Linked DNA regions of Mus musculus: all the other regions are linked to region 3. Evidence: chromatin contacts called from public ChIA-PET, HiChIP or PLAC-seq and promoter capture Hi-C data. All regions are on one chromosome and are shown on one strand. Each heading gives the region's core, a stretch centred on a gene start, on an enhancer-like site or on the middle of the called end of the contact. The rest is flanking DNA. Distances are from core to core; before and after follow the strand shown. Region 1 holds the start of Ube3b (ubiquitin protein ligase E3B). Region 2 holds the start of Prkab1 (protein kinase, AMP-activated, beta 1 non-catalytic subunit). Region 3 holds the start of Mlec (malectin). Region 4 holds the start of Fam222a (family with sequence similarity 222, member A). Region 5 holds the start of Mmab (methylmalonic aciduria (cobalamin deficiency) cblB type homolog (human)).

The links. Promoter capture Hi-C pulls out the DNA fragments that hold promoters and counts their contacts. ChIA-PET counts read pairs in DNA pulled down with a chosen protein or histone mark. HiChIP or PLAC-seq counts read pairs in DNA pulled down with a chosen protein or histone mark.
Region 1: a contact with region 3 is called in a promoter capture Hi-C map of liver, with 2.8 times the contacts expected there. The contact joins the promoter of Ube3b here to the promoter of Mlec in region 3. A contact is called at or near these places in 5 of 39 promoter capture datasets (the 3T3-L1 cell line, cranial neural crest, liver and 1 more), 1 of 484 Hi-C or Micro-C datasets (the G1E-ER4 cell line) and 2 of 115 datasets of contacts at active chromatin or transcription factors (effector CD8 T cells and memory CD8 T cells).
Region 2: an RNA polymerase II ChIA-PET map of memory CD8 T cells shows a contact between it and region 3, with 5 read pairs. The contact joins the promoter of Prkab1 here to the promoter of Mlec in region 3. A contact is called at or near these places in 2 of 115 datasets of contacts at active chromatin or transcription factors (memory CD8 T cells and pancreatic cancer cells).
Region 4: a contact with region 3 is called in a promoter capture Hi-C map of liver, with 3 times the contacts expected there. The contact joins the promoter of Fam222a here to the promoter of Mlec in region 3. A contact is called at or near these places in 5 of 39 promoter capture datasets (the 3T3-L1 cell line, liver, pre-B cells and 1 more).
Region 5: a contact with region 3 is called in a FOXA1 HiChIP or PLAC-seq map of pancreatic cancer cells. The contact joins the promoter of Mmab here to the promoter of Mlec in region 3. A contact is called at or near these places in 2 of 115 datasets of contacts at active chromatin or transcription factors (memory CD8 T cells and pancreatic cancer cells).

Annotation. Positions count from the first base shown.
Region 1 is chr5:114,379,282-114,381,981 of GRCm38.p6, reverse strand. It overlaps Ube3b (ubiquitin protein ligase E3B), which reads right to left and starts at 1,362. Exons shown (of 28, transcript NM_054093.3): 1 at 1,007-1,362. Kctd10 (potassium channel tetramerisation domain containing 10) reads left to right here and starts at 1,477. Exons shown (of 7, transcript NM_026145.4): 1 at 1,477-1,556. The coding sequence starts at 1,554.
Region 2 is chr5:116,023,097-116,025,796 of GRCm38.p6, reverse strand. It overlaps Prkab1 (protein kinase, AMP-activated, beta 1 non-catalytic subunit), which reads left to right and starts at 1,369. Exons shown (of 7, transcript NM_031869.2): 1 at 1,369-1,706. The coding sequence starts at 1,548.
Region 3 is chr5:115,156,737-115,159,436 of GRCm38.p6, reverse strand. It overlaps Mlec (malectin), which reads left to right and starts at 1,261. Exons shown (of 5, transcript NM_175403.3): 1 at 1,261-1,634. The coding sequence starts at 1,403.
Region 4 is chr5:114,566,986-114,569,685 of GRCm38.p6, reverse strand. It overlaps Fam222a (family with sequence similarity 222, member A), which reads right to left and starts at 1,435. Exons shown (of 3, transcript NM_001004180.1): 1 at 1,262-1,435.
Region 5 is chr5:114,442,467-114,445,297 of GRCm38.p6, reverse strand. It overlaps Mmab (methylmalonic aciduria (cobalamin deficiency) cblB type homolog (human)), which reads left to right and starts at 1,271. Exons shown (of 9, transcript NM_029956.4): 1 at 1,271-1,422; 2 at 2,476-2,537. The coding sequence starts at 1,307. Mvk (mevalonate kinase) reads right to left here and starts at 1,029. Exons shown (of 11, transcript NM_023556.3): 1 at 935-1,029.

The DNA of each region.
Region 1 (2,700 bases), core at 113-2,612, 780 kb after region 3:
ACTCTGCATTACTTCTACGTCCCCAGGCAACTTGCTTACAACCAACCTATTTGGTTGAGACTAACTTCAAGAAGCACAACATGTCGCACAGGAGTCCAGACTGTGAAGTAAAAATAAACACAAGTTGCTGAGCGACTTTCTTTTATGGTAGAAGTCGCTAGTTTCCCAGGCCTAAGGGCCACCATCTAAGTGTAGACCATGTAACAGACATTGTAGATCTATTTAACTAGGCCTCCCTTTGGAAGCCTATCCTGTGAGGCTACAACACCCCAATTTTAAAAGCCTAAGATAAGACAACAGCTCTTAAAGAAACCATTAATAAGCCAAACTATTGCTCTTAGACAGCTACAGCCTATCCAGATGGGGAAACGAAATGCAGAGGGCACATAACTCGCCAGTGTCCTCACCCACCGTCCCTGACTTTGAATTCCCAAAGGAATTACTTATCGGCAAGTCAAAAAGGCAAGGTTCAGGAATCACACACACAGAAAGGCACCACAAAGAGAAGTTGAGAATGCCAGGCACCCTGTGAGGCTAGCTAGGCTTAAGTCAAAATACGATCCAGTTTTTCCAGCTTTTGATCAAGAGCCGTCAGGAACCACACTAAAACGTATTCTAAAATAATCTCCGTAAAACAATCTAATTACTCTATTTACAGAGGAGGAAACTGAGGGTCAGAGATGGGACTAGATTCACCCAAGGTCACACAGCGAGCGACAGCACTGGGCTCGAATTCCACTTGGGGTGATCCGGAGGCCCGACGCCTCTCACAGGCACCGACATCAACAACCACAAGAACAAGTCCGTCTCGCCCACAATCAGTTGGCTGGCAAGGCCAGTCGCCTCGGCACGGAAATCAATGGAAGGGGGACAAGGAGATCCCCGAAGCCCGCAAGCCAGTCCCTCCTCCGACTTCACTCAAACCAAGACTCGGCCCCCCAGATAGCCTCCCTCCGTCCCTGGCCCCGCCGCCCAGAGAAGCGCCCATCCTGTCCCCACTCGCTACCCGCAGTCCGGAGATCTTTATCCGTTCGAGGCCCCGCACTCGGGGTCCGGGCCGCAGCGACCGCCGCCTTAGCCCGATCCCCCCGAGGTCCGCCAGCCCCGGGGCAGCGGCCGAAGCCCGGCCGCCATCTTGCCCCGGGTGTTGTGCTCCGAACACCTCTTGGGAAGCAAGCAATTATTCAGTTCCGGGAAACAACAGTTCCGCACTGCTTCTTTGCCCATGGAGGAGGTGAGGACTCCTTTCCTCTTGTCATCTTCTTTAGCAGACGGAAAGGAGAAACAAACATCCAGAAGTGGGACTAAACGCCTGACTCGGCCAAGGGGAGGCGGGAACGGTTGATAAAAAGAGTTCCCCCCATCTAGGGCTTACGGGGGTGGGGGGTGGGGGGGAACGCTTTAAGAAGAGTCCCTCTGCGGGGCGGAAGTGGGGTGTGGACGGACGCCGGAAGTGCCCGCCCCGGCCCCGCCTCCGCCCCCTGCATTGAGCGAGCTGGGTGTTTCCTGCCTCTCAGTCCGGATTTGGAGACTCCGGCGTCCTCCGACTTTTCATGGTGAGGGCGGTGGCCGCCGTCGGGGAGCTTCGGGGCGGGCGAGGGTGGCGACGAGGCTGAGCGGGAGCGGTGGGGCGCTGAGTAGCGCGTGCGGGCGAGGTCCGGAGCGGGGGAAGGGCTTCAAATGAAAGGAGCCGTGGTCGGGGTGGTGGTGGTGGGGATCTGCGAAGGGGCGGCTGGTCCTGCGGGCGGTGGTGGCGCTGGGCGGCGAGCCTGGAGTGCTGATGGGCGATGGGACGTGGGAGATCGTCGGGACAAAGAGACGGCGGCGGAGGCATCGAGACCGACGCTCGGGGTGGGGAACGAACGAGGGTTCGAGGGCGTGTGGAGAGGGGCGAGCGTGTACCCTTGGAATCGAGCAAAGTCTGGCCTCTGGGAGGCTGTGCCTTGAGTAAGGTGGGGTTCCAGGCAAGAGAGGGAGGGGGCGTCTCTGAACCCACAAGTCTGGAGCGAGATGACTGGTAACAGTAATTCTAAGGAGACATGTCTGAGGTCGGGGTACCCTGACCACAGAGTCTGGCCTCAAGTGGCACCTGGATACCTACCTAATCACTTCCCTTGAGGCCCTAGGTGACCACACCTCGGGAGTCCCAGGATGTCAGCTGTTGCTGTCTGCGTTATGGGATGGTTTCGGTTTACTTGAGATTCTCTAGGGTCTGTCCCTTGAATGGTTCTTTGTCCTTGGGTGGGGATGGGGGGCGGGTGGACTATTAACCCAGGTCTTCTTTGTCTGCCACTCACTCACAAGATCAGTCCCAAACTGAAGACAGATGACTCGGCCTGTGTCTGGCTTTGGTCAAGCTCTATTTGGTATAAAACAAGAGACACACACATTGGTAGAAGGCGGCCAGCAGCACCGGTAGACCACCAACTGGTCCCCTGGGGCTAACCTGGGAACTAGTTAACAACAGGATAGTCTGGGCTCACCGATGTATTTTTACAGTCTCTGTGTGTCACTAAGGATTTGGGCTGTGAAATGGAGGGCGTTTGAAACCAGATTCTAATACCTAGCTTCCCTAGTAAGCAGGATTGACAACATCCTCATTGAGACTGTTTGGAGAAGTTCTCAAAAGCAGGAGAACTGGGGGGGGGGGGGTGACTATCCTAGAAAAAAGTGTGGGGCTTTAGTTTTTGGCCTCCTTTA
Region 2 (2,700 bases), core at 120-2,619, 870 kb before region 3:
AGATAATTTAAAATATAGATGTTCACTGGGCAGGGTGGTACACACCATTAATCCCAACACTTGAGTGGGAGGAAGAGGAAGGTGGATCTCTATGAATTCAAGGCTAGCTTGGTCTACAAAGTAAGTTCCAGGACAGCCAGAGCTGTTACACACAGAAACCATGTCTCAAAAAACACACACAAAAACAGAATAACAAAAAAACCAAAACATATGTATGGGTAAATGTAAGACATGACCTAGAAAATCCAATGCAAAGCAAACAAACAAACCCCACAAGACAATGTTGTTGTTGTTTCTTTAAAGGCTGACTGTGAAGCTGAGATCGTTTTATTACAGCAGTCTGTACCTCTGCTGAAACACTAAGCCCTGATACATTTTACACATAATGTGGCCAATGTAGCCCCAAGGCTCTTGCAAAAAGACTTATCAATAGGCACTCAACTTGAAACAAACAACAGAACCCAACTGAGAACGTCAATTTCCCAGAAATCTTAGGTCTTTAAGTTTTCTCAAACACCTGGAAGATGGTCAGCATCCTCCATCCTTAGTCTACAGACAGAAATTACGATTTGGCCACTCTGGAGAGGCCTTCCTTTTGAAGGAGCCCTAGGTTGTCCTAATACATTCAATTGTGAGAGCCAGTGCATCTACGGGAGAGACTTAAACGTGAGGTTCTTTTGTTTTGTTTTGTTTTTTGTTTGGTTTTGGTTTTTTCGAGACAGGGTTTCTCTGTATAGCCCTGGCTGTCCTGGAACTCACTCTGTAGAACACGCTGGCCTCGAACTCAGAAATCCTCTGCCTCTGCCTCCCAAGTGCTGGGATTAAAGGCGTGCGCCACCAATGCCCGGCGCTTTCTCTTTTTTTCCCTTTTCTTCTTCTTGTTTGTTTTGTTTTGTTTTTACGATTATGTGTATGAATGCTCTGCCCTCCCGTATATGTGTGCACCGCCTTGGGCGCCGGGATCCCCTGGAACTTAAACTGCAAACAGTTGTGAGCCACCATGGAAGCGCCAGGACCCGAACCCGGGTACTCTGCAAGAGCAAGCGCTTGCTCCAAGCCGCCGTGGGTTTCGCGTTTCGTAATTCGAGTTACTGGAGAGTAACCAACTTGGAGTGAGGTGGTCGGCGCCATCCATGGCATTCTGGCATTCTCGCTCGCTCGCGCCTCCCGCTGGCCGCTACGAAGCTCGATCTGGTGGCAGCCCCGAACCACCCGCGACCGCTTCGCGCTGAGCAGCAGGGAAGAGGCGGAAACGGAACTGATGTCACCCTAACTCCGAGAGCGCTCCATCCCCAGTGACCACCCTTCCTTCCTTCCTTCGCTGGGCCCGGCCGGAAGCGGAAGTGGCTAAGGGGTGGAGGGGAGTTGCGGGAGGAGTGTCAGGTTACGCTCCGGCTCTGTTCGGAGTTCCAGTCGCGGTCGCCCGAGCCAGGTAAAGCGGAGCTCGGCGGGCGAGCGAGCGCGCGATCCGAGAGGGCGTGACTCGCGATCCCCGGGGGTCCGACCCGGCCTTTCCGGCTTCCTTGTGTCCCTGCAGATTCCCAGCCATGGGCAACACGAGCAGCGAGCGCGCCGCGCTGGAGCGGCAGGCGGGCCACAAGACGCCGCGGAGGGACAGCTCCGGGGGCGCCAAGGATGGGGACAGGCCCAAGATCCTCATGGACAGCCCTGAAGACGCCGACATCTTCCACTCCGAAGAGATCAAGGTGCTGAGTGGAGGGGCGTCGGAGCCCTCTTGACTCACGGGGAGGGTCCCCCTTTGCTGTAGTTCCCGCCACATTCCCAGCGTCACACCTTGGGGGGGGGCGGGGGAGGTGGCTCTGTCATAGCCCTCTTTGCCGTTCTGGGACTTGTGCCTAATTACCGATGGGAGGAGAGTCACCCTGGGCTTGGTTGAACATCATTAAGGAGAAAGCAGCTCAGGGACCGCGTTTGAGATCCTTAATTAATTAAGAGTCGAGCTAAACTGTAATTGAGCACCCGTGTCGACTTTTCTCTTCGGTGTAATTGATTGCGCGGCTTGGAGACACTTCAGGCCGACCGGCTTTTGCAAAAGTTGGGTTGGGAGTTCTAGTGTTCTTTTTGGCGGTAAAACGGGAGCACATACGTTAAGCTGGAAATGAAGTTGACTAGCTGACTGCCAGAGGTGTTTGGTTCTGACAGTTTCAGTCCACCCTGCTCACTTTATTTTAGATCCGGCAATTCCACTGGAGGAGGTCAGTGACCGAGAGTCACTCTGAACGCCAGCCAGCAGCTAATTACCCCCACTTCTCTCCCACGTTACTGAAATAATGCCTTGGACTTTAAGCAGACCAGAGCAAACAGATTTTTGCAGGCCAAGCTGAAAGTTCCTGCCTGAGCCACATTCTCTTAAAACCACAGTGAGGTGGCCAGTGCTTCCGGCTACAGGGCCCCAGTCCAAGGGCATTTGGTGATTCTAGGAGGAAAGAAGCTAATTGCTCAGAATAAACTACATTCAGGAACGTTGGCGCTCACCAGCCTGGTCTCTGTTACTTGCCGGGTTGCCAACTAATCCCCATTACTTAAACAGGCTAATTGCCTGGCCAGCTCACTCCGCTTTCACTCCCCCACCCCCACCCCCTAACTGGGCTACATAACCCACATTACTATTCTCCAGATCTTAATTTTGGGTCTGACTTTAAAAGAGCCTGCTTTTGCCAGGGAGTGGTGGCACAGCAC
Region 3 (2,700 bases), core at 12-2,511:
ACGACCTCCTGGCCTTTGGGCCCCCACATCCTTAGCAGCCTTAAGGGGACTGGGGGTAAAAAAACCCATGTTCTCTGCCAAAGCAGCTAGCGCTCTAGACACCGAGCCATCTTTCCAGCCTCCTATTTATTGTTATAGAGACAGGATCGCACTCTTGGAGCTCAAGCTGGCCTTTTAAAACTCCCGGTAATCATCCTGCTTTAACCTCTGAGAATACAGGCACGCGTCACCTGGCGTCAGCGCGCCCAGAGTTGTTTTATGTTCCTTTTTCTGAACCTCAAAAATCAAATTCAACCGGGCTTTCCATGTTTTGTCCGCATTATCTGTATGGACAGGATAAGTACTTATGGAACAAATGATTCCACTTCCCCCGCTTGGCTGGGTCGGAAAAATGGGAGTTGAGGCAGATACCCAAGGGCATGGACAATAACGCAGAAGAGCGCTGTGTGAAATGCCAAAGCAGGGAGCTCGGGTCGTGCCAGTGGTCCCCAGCAGGAGGAGGAGGAGGAAGCCCCTAGCTCCACTTAGGTTTCCAGGCCCGCCAGGGACCGTCGCCATGGAGACGCAGGCACCCTGGAGCCCCCTCCCCCTAACAGCCACGCGTTTCCGCTGCGTTGGAGCATTCTGATTGGACGGCCTCCTGGACGCTACCACACACCAAGCGCCTGCTAAGGGGTGACGGTGGGGACCGTATCCTCGCGGGACTCGCGTGTCCCGCCACCTGTTCACATGGCATCCAAGGGAGAGACGGGCCCCGATGCTCCACCCGGGGACAAACCATCGCTCGGCTTGCAAGAGCCTGGGCTCTTGCTTTCTGAGTTGAAGGAGGAGGGATGGAAAAGGCGGCAACGCCCCCTTCTGAGCTGACTCGGTCCCCAGCTCTAGAGCACCGGAAGTGTTGGCGACGTGTCAGTGCGCCCTTCTCTAAACCTTCCCCGGCCCAGGCCACCTTTCCCAGTCGACTGTGGGATTCCGGGGCGGCCTGGGCGCTGCACCCGCCACTTCCGCATGGAACCGCCGCTTCAACCGAACTCCCTCCCTGGGCGCGCGCTCCTTCTCGTGCCCCGTGGTTGGGCCGGAGCCTAGGCGCGGCCACTCCCCTCCCCGGACGCACCAGCCAATGGCGCGGCCGCTCTCGGCGGGGTGGTGGGTAATTCATGAGGGCCTCCCTCTGATTGGCTGAGGCGCTCCGGGCTGAGGGCTGGGCGTCGGGGTAGGTTGCTCCCGAGGTGGGAGGCGGCGCCCCAAGGCCGAGGAGGTGGAGGAGGAGGAGGAGGAGGCCCTGAGAGCGACATGTCCCGGGTTGCCGAGGCAGAACGGTCCGCTGCGCTGTTCTCCTGAGTTGGGGGCGGCCGGCCGAGGACGAGGGTCGGCAGGGGCTGCCCCCGCCGTGGTGGCCGCCATGCTGAGGCCCCGGGGAGCCGAGGGAACCGCTGTGGCGCTTCTCCGGCTGCTTCTGTTGCTGCTGCTGCTGGGACCGAAGCTCCGGGGTCCGGGGCTCGGCGTGGTCGGCGCCGCCGGGGCCGGACTGCCGGAGAGCGTCATCTGGGCAGTGAACGCAGGCGGCGAGGCGCATGTGGACGTGCACGGGATCCACTTCCGCAAGGACCCTCTGGAAGGCCGGGTGGGCCGAGGTGAGAGCCCCTCCGGCCGAGCCTGGGGGGGTCCGCAGCCTGGGAGCAGGGCGCAGCTGCGGGCCTCGAACCCCTTCCTCTCCAGCCGGGAGACCACAGCCTTGGAACGAAGTTTCTCTCTGCAGTGAACCTACCCCCAGCCCCCCAACCCCCCACCCTCCAGGGACCTGGCCAGGACCCAGGGCCTAGCCCTGACTGGAAGCTTCCAAGAGCCATCGAGGCATAGAGTTGGCGAGAAGTTTATATTTAGACCCTTTCTCATTTTACCTTGCCCCAGCCCCTCATCCCACCCAAGCTGGGAATGTAAAAGGCAAGGGTGGCCTTTTGCCTGGCGCCTGGAGGCCTCGCAGGTTGGAGGTCATCGACTCCGCTGCTCTGCCATCCATCGCGACGGTTTCCAGGAGATGCTTTGCCCACCCTACAGATCACCCGCCGTTTTCCGTGCCCCTTCCAAGCCCGGGACTGAGGCTTGATTCTTCGCCAGAACGGCAGGGAGTCTTCGAAGGGGGAATAGTACGGGAAAGTTTGACTGTGGCACCCCTCCCCTCCCCTCCTTTGGAATTTGTATGCTTAAAAGTCAAAGCCACCCGACGGGTGTCGGTATATCGCAGCCCATCCTGCCTATGAGGTCAACCTGTGTAAGGTTTGAGTGTGACCCCCGGGTGATCGTAAGACGTTTGATCCCAGCTTAGGGGGAAAGTGGGTTTTACAGAGTTTCACAGTTCACAACGGCCAAATGAGAATTTTGAGGGCAGATGGTTAAAAATACAGGTTCACAACGGCCAAATGAGAATTTTTGAGAACAGATGGTTAAAAATACAGGTTCCTGGGCAGTCTCTAGACACAGTAGACAAACTTTTTTTTTTTTTTTTAACTTAACTAGCTGGGACTCGGGTCTCTGCCCTAGGCACTTCTGTTATAGGTTACCTTACCCCCCCCCCCCCCAATTCATTCTTTGGAGAAAACCGCTCTAGATTCTTCCATAAGTAGGATTGAAAAACAGGTTTAGAAGGAAAGTCGGGGACTGAAGAGCTGGCTCGGTGGTTAAGAGTGCAGATTGTTCTCT
Region 4 (2,700 bases), core at 186-2,685, 590 kb after region 3:
TGGGCAAATGAGAGTAAGCAGGCTGTGGCTTGGGAGCTCTCTGGGCTCCATACTGTACAGGGCTGCTGCCAGAGTTCGGTGGGGAGAGGAGGGCTCTCAGCATCTCCACCTATCCCCCCTGGCCTGGTATTTGCTTAATGAGCATCTATTACACTGCTTGTCAAAGTCATCTTAAATGACAGAAGGGGAACAGCTAAGGCAGGAGTCCCAGCTGGACCATGGCCCCTTACCTTGAAGAGCAGGGGAGTTCCCTGAACTTACACAGACAGACAGACAGACAGACAGACAGACACACACACACACACCAGGAAGGTCCTGGCTCCCCTCTCTCTCTGGCTCAGGCAGGACATTCACCTTTTCAAGAGAAGCCTGTTTGAAGGCTGAAGCCCACATTTTTCTGGGGACCCTGGGAACTCCAGTTGCTGGCTGGGTACATGGTAGGGTTCATGGGGACCTCCTTTTAAGCATCCTGCTTAAAAGTAAGAGGTTGCTCTGTTTGGGAGTCTGGGAGACTCCAGACACTGCAGGAGACATAGGCAGAGTTCTGAACACCTGTCCTCAGGGGCAGGGACAGCTGGCACTGCCTGCCTCCCTCCCCCACCTCGAGTGGGGATTTAGGTCATAAGATTGCGGCCGGGGAGGACAGGGAGTTGGCCTTCACCTTCTACTACACCAAGGCATTCGGCCTTGGCCATTCTGGCTCCACTCAAAGCCAGCTGTGTTGTCACAATTCTGGTGACATCAAAGGTCGGGCAGTGATGTCACATGCAGCCCATTGGAACATGCTGTCTTTGTGAGTTATTTGTAACAATAGACACACAAATGTCTTGCCTGGAAAGACACCATCCTCAGACATGAAGTTTTGGGACTCCCTGTCTCTGAGCTCTGTCTCTTTAAGATCCCAAAGGTGGTTTTGTAGACCCCCTCCATGCTGGCCAACCCTGGCTGCCCCCAATCAATCTTTACAAAAGTACAAGATTCCCTAAGAATCTCCAGAGGACAGGGCCACCACCTTTGTTAGCTTCATGGGTGGGGTGCCTTTCCTCTGACAAATACCGATGTCAGTAGAATACCCACGAGGGTCCACAATCTCCACTCCAGCCAGTCCAAATAAGTTGTGTGGGCAGGACAAGGGTGGACAAGTAGCATTGCTGTCTCTGGGCACCCAACAACCTAGGGCCCTTTTAGGGCCAGTCCAGGTTGCCAGGTTGCGAGGAGCTGTCCCCAGCTCAAACCCAAAATTCTGCACCCCGCAACTCACCGTATCAGGCAGTCGGACGAAGGGCACCAAATCTCAGAGGCCACGACGCTCCGATCTGCGGGTTGCGGCCATGCAGGGGTGATAAAGATTGCTGGAGAAAGGCCCCCTTAGGGGGCCGATGTCTTTCTTCGTATGGAAAGGGGAGCCGTCGGTGAGGGCGATCCCTGCGTCCGGAAGCGCCGTCCGAAGTCGGAAAAAGGTTTTTTTTTCCCCCCTCTCAGTACCCGTCGCGTCCGCCTGGGACCCCGGCCGCTCGCGCGCTCAGGCGGCGCATCCTCGCAGGAGACTGTGCTCCATACGTCCGGCGGGAGGCGCTGCGCCTCCCTTCGGGGCCCGGCTCACCGCTGCAGCTCTGCCCGCGCCTCTCCCAGGGCGCCCTCTCCGTCCGCGCTGGGAGGCCGGCGGCCGCGGCCCCTCTCGCCAGCCCCAGCTGCAGCCTGTCTTTGTTGCTTCCTCTCGCTTGCCCTCCCGCCCTCGGCTTGCAGCTCCCGGCTTTGCTCAGAGGTGGAGAGTCCGTCTCCTCGGAGGGTTGCACGCACCTGCAGCGGCCCGGGCTCCTCGCCCGGCGTGCACCGGCCCCCGCAGGTTGCAGAGAGCAGCGCCGAGAATGAGCCGGCCCCTCCTCCTCCTGCTCCGAGCTCCGGGTGTGGGGGGAGGGGAAGCCGGCGAGCAGCGGCAGTGGCAGCCGCAGCGAGCGGCAGAGACTGGGATGTAGCCTCGCGGGCCTTGGCGCTGAGGACCAGCAGATCCAGCAGGCGCAGGGCAGACTCGGGGATGGAGAGCCGTGCACCCGGTATGGTGCTCGAGCGCCGCAGCAGCGGTCGGCGCACAGGTCTCTCCCGTGCCCGTGGCCCGGGACGGTTCGCGGGGCTCCCGGAGCCGCAACCTCGCGCTGCCCAGCACCCTCGCCTAGCCTCGGGCCCGGCTCTTCGCCCGGCCTGGCCGGCGCGCGCAGCCTCTTCGCAGAGCTGCCGGCCCGGCAATGCTGCCCGCTGCTCCGCTCCGGCACGACTGACAGGCGCGGGCGCCCGCTCCTGCCGCTGCGTCTCACCCCCGGTCCGCCCCCCGCGTTACGGCCCAATCAGCTGCAGCCGAGAGGCGGTTACCACGGTGACGCGGCGCCGCGTCCTCCGCGAGGCGGGGCTGGGGGCCGCCACGCGCGCTTTTCGCGGCAAAATTCAAAGGCCGGCAGGGCGGCTCTCCAACCTTTTTCCCCAAGCGGGGATGAGGCGGGTCCTGCTCCTAGAGGACTACAACTCCCGGCTTGCTGCGAGCCTAAAACAGGCGAAGGAGTCCCGATTGGAAGGGCAAGGCATGCTGGTTGTTGTAGTCCCTTTGTCGAAGACCTAAAGGGTTGAAAGCAGGTAATCCTATTCACTGAGTACCTGTTTGAGGGTAGGTACTATGCATTATTCCGTTTACTCTTGGAACAGGCCCTA
Region 5 (2,831 bases), core at 22-2,521, 710 kb after region 3:
CCAGGAAGGCTGGGCTTGGAGGTGAACATCTTTCATCCCAGCACTGTGGAGGCAGAGGCAGGTGGATCTCTGGGTGTACGAGGCAAGCCTGGTCTACAGAGTGAATTCCAGGACAGCCAGGAGCATGTAGAGAAACTCCATCCAGAACTACCATCCAGAGCTATGTTCCAGGATGACAGTGCAGTGAGCCAGTCAGGTGGACAATGGGAAAAAAAAAATCTGGGTTCAGACCACAGCTCTTCCGTCCCCAGAATGTCTTATGCCATGAATCTGTTTCCCATATATCAGATAATAGAGGCAATACTGGAGGCTGACTCAAAGGACTACCAGCAGCAAGGCCTGTCTGTCTGGCAAAGTGGCCTCTTGACTATACTGAGCTACTCGGCACTGACAGGTTCTCAGCTCCAGAGTTTATTACCACTGCTGTTGCCAGTAGAAACTGACATGAGCTCAGGCATGGACTGCTTGCCTACTCTGAGGACGGCCATGTGTTTGATGCGTGTGGGAACGCGAGGTTTAGATAAAATCTTGCAGGAGAAAGAATCCTTCCCGGACCTCAAGACCACAACCAACCTGTCACAATCACAAACGCGGCTGCCGGGACTCACCTGTTAACGCCCTGTGTTGCACGTTCAAACAAGAACTTCTGCAAGGCAAGAGTCATGTCACAGAGTGGTTTTGCTGGATTTATGGGTGCATGCATTTTTACGTTGTTATAAATAATGCAAAAATCACCCGGGTTCAAGGCTTCACTGGCCACCCCACTGCACACTAAGTAGCCCAGTCTACGGGACCCTAGTCTAGGGGAAACTGTCCGATCTGAGGTCGCCGAGCGCTCAGATCGAGGACACGAAGGCAGAGAACCGCGGCGCCCGGCCCGGGGTGTCCGGGACCCGGTCCTCACGCCGCCCATCCCGCAGCCCAGGCTTCTCACCTGCCCCGGCCAGCGCCCAAGTGAGCTGAAACCCGGGCCGCAGCTCCCGGTCTTCTCCATATCAGATGGGAGAGTTCCAAGGAGGCGGGTGTGTCTTCCTGAGGCCAATCAGAGAGCTGGAGCTAAGGGCTCCTTTACAGATTGGGTCAAACATTAACCAATGGGAACTTCAAGCAAGCCGAAATTGCCTCGCCTCTTTCTACAAGTAATCCAATGGGAATCAAGAGCTGGGGAGTGCCCCGCCCTGGTGCGAGTGCCCCAGGCCAATAGGAAACAGCGATTGAGAGGTGGCGCGGCCGGCTGCGGGGCGGAGTCATCCCCGGGCCTGGACGGGTGCCTAGCCGGGTCAGTCTTGGATGCGTTACCGTGCGCATGGCTGTGTGGCTCTTTGGGGGTCGCCTCGGCCTGCGCGGGCGTCTCAGCGCCTGCAGACTGCTGTGTCCCCGTTTCCAGAGCCGTGGCCCTCAGGGCGGGGAAGACGGGGACAGGTGAGTTTCAGGCCTGGAGAGTAACTCAACACGGAGGAGGAACGGTTGTTTCCGTGGGTACATCACACCGATGACGTGCTCTATGTGGCCTGACGTCACTGGGCTCGTCATGGCGTCAGAGGCCAGGATTTCCTCCCCAAGTTCTAACGGAGTCTAGCTGTGGTCAGTCAGGGCAGGGGCATGCTCTTGTGGGTTTTGTCCGGCCTCCCCAAGCAGTTTGTTTGGATTAGGATTAAGACACCAGGAAGACATGGTAACACTTAGAAACTTGCATAGGGACTTGCAGACTACCATGACCTCATGATCAGCGTTCCCTGTCCAGTCCTCTGACTTTGAAATAATTTTGTGAATTCACATTTTAATTTTAAGTTATGCACTGCTAGTTGAAAATGGCAGAGTCGGGGTTCATTCGCAGTCCTCAAAAAAAAAAAAATTAAGTTAAAATAGCATTTTTGAAATTCCATTTTGACAGTGTATTTTTTTTTTTCCTTGACACTGAAAAATCTTAGAAAAGTGCAAGTGGCCTAGTTTTCTTTCCCCCAGAAGTGCTAACTTCTGTGTTGGGGTTAGAAGAGACAAGAGTTTGGGGAGGGTAATGGACCAGGTCAGGCTTACAGTAGAAGGGTTTTGGGCATGAATCCCAGCCCAGTCTCTTCCTGGAGATCTAGGAAGTTGAATCTTTGTGGGCTCCAGTTTCCTCAACGGAGAAGCGTATGGCTAACTTTGGGAGTGTGGGAGAAGCTGAAGGGCAGTTCCAGGAGCTAGCGGCTTTAGCCCACTGTGGAGCTAGGGCTACATGGAGTGACCAGTTAGTCCTTCCTGCCAGTATTTGCCAAGAATCTTTATTGAGCAGTATGCTACAGCAGCTGCTGTACAGGTAGAGACAGGGACAGGAAGCTGTCAGGAAGGGGCAGCGGGGAAATGGCTGACGGGAGATTGCCATCCCAGAGGCAGAGAAGTGCTGCCCCTGAGGTTGCAGACTGAAAGCTGGGCGTCACTCCCCGAGGCGCAGCCGTTCCCACTTACCACGCCTTTGTGTCTGTTTCTCATCAGGCTGCAGCCGTCCTCGACGGCAGCCAAGATCCCCAAGATTTACACCAAGACGGGAGACAAAGGTAGGCCACGCTGTAGCCATGTGACGGGTCTGAATATACATCATAAGTGTGAAGCCACAAGAAAGGTGCACTGTTCAAGTGTTCAAAACAAGTTGTAGCGCTGCTACAATGGCTCAGACTGCTCTTCTAGAGGTCCTGAGTTCAATTTCCAGCAATCACGTGGTGGCTCACAACCATCTGTAATGGACTCTGATGCCCTCTTCTGGTGTGTCTGAAGAGAGCACCAGTGTACTCATATACATAAAATAAATAAATCTAAAAGCAAAAAGCGGGGCTGGTGAGATGGCTCAGTGG